2 separate regions of the Gasterosteus aculeatus genome follow, and region 1 is linked to region 2. Evidence: chromatin contacts called from public Hi-C data. All regions are on one chromosome and are shown on one strand. The core of a region is the stretch at or near the end of the contact, and the rest is flanking DNA. Distances in the headings are between cores, read along the strand shown.

What was found. A called contact is a pair of places that touch in the nucleus more often than the background predicts.
Region 1: a Hi-C map of skeletal muscle shows a contact between it and region 2, with 2.7 times the contacts expected there. The contact joins the promoter of rdh8a here to the enhancer-like site in region 2. A contact is called at or near these places in 2 of 6 Hi-C or Micro-C datasets (both in skeletal muscle).

Annotation. Positions count from the first base shown.
Region 1 is chr11:9,280,504-9,283,207 of fGasAcu3.hap1.1, forward strand. It overlaps rdh8a (retinol dehydrogenase 8a), which reads left to right and starts at 1,401. Exons shown (of 5, transcript XM_040191872.2): 1 at 1,401-1,652. The coding sequence starts at 1,547.
Region 2 is chr11:9,202,840-9,205,539 of fGasAcu3.hap1.1, forward strand. The region is part of intron 1 of olfm2a (olfactomedin 2a); the gene reads right to left. Among protein-coding and RNA genes, the nearest start is that of olfm2a, 14 kb to the right of the region's middle. Within about 2 kb of position 1,417, at least 2 of the 9 cell types and tissues checked have open chromatin away from gene starts, as enhancers often do.

The sequences.
Region 1 (2,704 bases), core at 151-2,650, 78 kb after region 2:
TACCTGCCCCCCCCCAACCTCTCATCTTGTCCTTAAAGTGACCATGATGCTTTACACCGTGTTACCATGTTGGAATTTAAATGGGGTTAAAGGGGTTAAACAGAAAGGGGGATTAAATTAGGTAGGGCCACATTCATTAGTTTGTCAAGTGCAGAAATGTTTTGTGTTGGACAACAATCATAAGAAAGCGCACAGCGTTTAGCTGCACTAGCTGGCGGGAAAAAGACCAGAGAACCTCCAATTATATTTCACCTGTGAAAAGCTATACTTTATAACCACATGTATCAGACTAATTCATAATAATCCTCCTTGAAACTGTCCAAACGAGACACAAAAGCTACCTGAGCTGAGAACATCCATAATAATGATACCAGTTAATATGTAAACACAGTAAAAATGTGCGTTTGGTAAGTAGATGCAAAAGTGAATTAAGATAGAAATGCATCGGTCACAGATTGCATTTAACAACGTACTTACTCACTAATCTGTCCGGGTTGCTCTTTGGATCATGCACTTATTTCTACTTCGGTGTTACGAAGATCAGCCCTAAAGTAAATGGAAGACTTCGAATGCCAAGAGATTGCATCACACTTAGCAACAAGCAGGAACACGGCAGACTCTGACTCTTGCACCATGGCCTTTCATCGGAGAAATAGAACCTTGTGTTAGTTATCAGCGGCACTTTGACCCTTACAACATCCGTCAAGAATCGGGTCCACTGGTCAGCCAGGCAGCCTTGCTAATTGTATAATTGTCAAACCAAAGGAAGAAATTGTAGATATCTAAACCCAGACCATTCTTCTTGCATTCGGTTGATATTGGGATTACGGTGAAATATTTTTTGTCCTACGTCGTTCCTTACCACCAGATGGCGGTACAAGGCAGCGCTTTAACTTACTATAAACGTATTGGCATTATAAATAAATCTAATACAGCCAAACAAGAAACTTAGTTCCAGCAAATACTGATAGTATGTTATTTATTGTTAAAAATATATTATGTGCAGCGCAAATATGGCTATTTGAAGTTGCATTCAAATTCGATAAACGCGTTTACTTCAGACACACAAATATTAGCAAAAACATGAAGAAAGAAAGAAAAAGTTTGACACGGAACGTGAAAATAAAAACCTTTGGACAATTCCTATCGAGATTACTACACACCATCAGGTATGACCAACACATCACGTGACTACTGCATGAATATTACAGTTAGGCTATTTGTTTTGGGGTCACCAGCTCAGAAATCAAATAAGCACTGCCCCCTCAACAAAACACGCACGTGTGCGCATGCACGGCCGCACACATTTTAGAAGAATTAACCCCATTTTCCAAGTTTTAAATCCCATTTGTTTTCAATGCCACGTCTCTTTTTTTTTTTTTTTTTGGTTACTGATTTTATTTACCATGTGACTGAATTAGAGGCTCACATGGCTGAGGTGACTGCGTGATCCGCTTTAGCTTTTTTTTTGGTAAAGTCCGGGGATCGGCAGCGACCATCCGGAGCAGAGGACCGCTGCTAAACACGGCGCCTACCCGGACAGATCATGGCGAACAGCGGGCAGAAAGTTGTGCTGATCACCGGCTGCTCCTCCGGCATCGGGCTACGAATCGCCGTCACGCTGGCCAAAGATGAGAAGAAGCGTTACCATGGTAAATGCGCTTTCTTCTAAAGTTACATTGTTTCTCTGATCGGACCTGTGAGTTCGGTCCTGTTATTAGGTCCGATCGAATTCGCCTGAAAAACCCGCTGTGTCGTTGTTGACTTTGCCTTTTAAAAGCCCTGCTATGCACCAACGCTCCTTTACGCACGACGTTCGGTTGAGTTTCATGCGCAGCTCCCCGCCTAATGGCAAAGAAGTGGTTTGTTTGGAACGACTAAGCCCAGTGATATCGGATGCATATCCTTTTTGCGACGACTGCGATCCAGTCGCCCCTCTTTTGCTTCAACAAATATCGTCTGAAAAGCGCACTTTGCGGGGTTTTGGGATCTGCGAGGATGCCGCTTTCCAGTGCGGAATCACAAAAGGAGTCTTGCCAGTTCTCTTTCAAGTGACTTCTCCAGCACAAAGCCCCCTTCTTTTTGTTAATCGCAGCGAATTGCAGACCGCCCGCTCCGGTTTAGTGCCGTGTCTAATGTGCCTATAGTCCCCCTCACTGGAGCGAGCGTTGAAAGAGGGACAAAGTTTGAGACCTGTACAAGCGAGGGTTCACTCTAAAGCAATGGCCTCGTTTGAAGTCTTCATTGGTGCACAGGGGAGTTGGATTGTCCCACTTGGACCTTGTTGGTCCGTGCATACTCGCCTGCTTCCCAGTGTGTCACTCCAAAAACCTTCACCACGTCGTGGAGCCTCAGACAGAATTAGACCGCCTTTCCGCCCCCACCCCTGTTGGTAGGAGTTTGCCCTTTAGAGCCCCGTGTTGTTACATGCGACCTAATGCAGAATAACATCATTTGCTGTATGCCTAGTGGGGGGGTCAAGAAGGTAACAGGGAAACACCAGATTTCAGCGATGATCTTATAATTAAATGAATACGAGCTGTTTTTACCGCTTTTCTTCACCATGCAAGGGGTTGGTTCAAGTTTCTTTTTGGGCCCTCAGGGACGGATGAGATTTATCACCGTGAAATGGAGGAGCAAAACAAAAGTGATTAACTGCTCCCGCAACACCAGGTTTAAGCAGACTTTACTTTTTCCCAATGCG
Region 2 (2,700 bases), core at 167-2,666:
GCTACGGTAGCTACACTGAGCTTCCATGTCTATATATATATATATATATATATATATATATATATATATATATATATATATATATATAATGAATTTAGACATAGTAGTTTAATATTACTATAGGTACTCGGGGCAAAAAATCCAAATATAAAGAACTTCCTATTTCTTAAGATAAATCAGACCAGATCAAAGTCCAATGGCAATTATTTGTGTCTCTCGGAATTGACTCGTCTTTATTCATTAGTGATAATAAGAAAAGTGTACATGTTGCACCTGCAGACTGACTGAAGATATATAGGCCGCCAACATAAACATTATTCTGCTCTCTAAAGGTTGCACTCTTCTATTTCAAGGCGTCTCTTAATAAGTTATGTATTTGCTTTACGTGGGCAGAGTGGAGTGCACCTGAAATCTTTCAAACTTAATATTCCTCTCACAGAGTGCAGGTCAGATGCCATCTTTTGTAATGTGATGGACCAAATAAAAGAAGGGAATAATGATTCATGAGGACAATCTGCCATACCTCAAAGAAGCCCAGGCTCTGCCAATCAACTGTCTAATCACAGAGTCTGTTGGCCGAACAGGCTTTCATTAAACATGAGCAAGAGAATAAGTCAGCCATTTAACCTGTATTAATTTAATCCCTTTTCATTAACTTTCACAGCCATTTCTCATCATTTTCACTCGAACAATTGTCCGGCCTCACTACTCTGCTGTGTCATCATCTCCAATTCTCTGTCGCTCTTTTGTTCTCCTTCTGTGTGAATACGATTCAGCCTTTATCTCCTCTCCTCTCGCTCTCTCCCTGTTGTCTCTCGTGGCCTCCGGCAATGACAAAAAGTGGCATCATAACATGTGTTTCTTCTTTACTCTGCACGTGTCTTGGCTTCTACTATTTCTGTCCTGAGCTCATACTTCACTCGCTGGCGACCGTAGCTGTCTTGTCGCATGCTCGACATTAGATCTGCATTGATCTGCACGCTATAAATGTTGATGTCATCATCTCTCCACCAATTCCAAAATACCCCTGGGGGCTATAGGGGGAATTAATTTGCTCGTAGCGAGACAGAACACACAGGTACACAAGGTCAAAGACAAATTGCCATTAAGGTATTATTGTTAATATTTTATAAATGATGTGTAGATAATGGAAAAATATCTTTATCGAGAAATATTTTGGCCATATGTGGGGAAAATCTGATGTTGTGGCAGCACCTGTGTAGATAAAAGAAATGTCTAATGTGTTGCAGCATTTCTGTACCTCCCACATAGACTCGCCAACATGGACCCCATGGGATCATAAACATCCATAAAAAAATCTACTTTGCTCAGAGCCTGGGCTCTATAAAGGACATTTCTAATCAGCTCAAACGGTGGAAATGGCCACCAACTGCAGAAATGGCATCGTTTGTGCACACCCATGGATGGCAGTAGAGCGCCACGAAGCCCCGAGGTCATACTGGGGCGCGCGCTGGGTGAGATAGCAATCCTAGCGAGCGGAAAGCGCCATTCTCACTGAGCACAAACAAGCCGCAAAACTGCAGATTAACAGCTGACATTAAGGACCAAATTACCCCCCCCGTCTGGAAAATACTGGCTATTTTTCTGACTCATAATTCATTAATTAGATGATGGACATGGAGGCCCACTGCCTTCTAAATATATCAAGATCAAAATCAGCTTAAACGAAGCGTGACCTCATTACCATGGTAACTATTTAAATGGCGTAAATAGGCTGCACCCCCGGGTTTAGGCAGGCGGACACAGTGGTGGGCTTTCAACATGGAGTGTTTAATCTATTAACGGCTCCTGTGGGCCTTTGATTAAGGAAACTCATCTGGGCTTTTACATTTTCATCGTAGCGACTGAGAGTGCAGGAGGATTATAGAGCACACAGGCATCGACCCCGGCGTGCATGAAGTGCAGAGAACACATCCTGTCGCGTTGATTGTGTTCAATAATTCAAGCAGAGAGCTTTCTCCACAAAGAATGCACCGCTATTCCCCTCCCTGACCACAATGGCGATTGACAGTACATGATTCATGACTGATACATTTGGCCTTACATGTCAGCCGATAACCTGGCATGTTCAACTTGCACCTACATAGTTCAACACTTTAATCTCCTAAAACAATAAATGTGTCTTTCAGTATGTGTGTGTGTGTTTCCATACGCGTGCATAGATTTATTTATTTTTTTCGTGTGTGTGTCGGTGCCTCTCCCTATTTGTGTCCACTTGCATGAGCCACGCTTTCTCTCCACTGAGCTGTGAAATGTCTACAATACCCTTTAATGGTGGTTGCCACAGTGTTGTGTGAGAGACCCGGTTGAGCTGTGACATGCACGTAATACGCAGTTTTTCCCCCCTACTGCGTGAAACAAAAGTAGGGAACAAAACGGAGGGCCATCCCAGGACAGTGCTTAACTCCTGTTAGGTCTGTTAACCAATGGGAACACGTGGGGAGGAAAATCAATACAGTAAATGTGTCTGCCTGGCTTTATTGACTGAAACACACCTACAATACCCTGTGGTGAGCCCATCTATCGTCCTTACATGTAGGCCGTAGTGCCCATCTAATCAGCTCACAATGGAGACATGCAGACAAATTTATAATTCATCACAAGCCAGAACAAAGCCTCCCAACCTTTGTGTTCTCAATCCGCACCAGTAAAGTGAAACTGCTTTTACAACCGTATAGA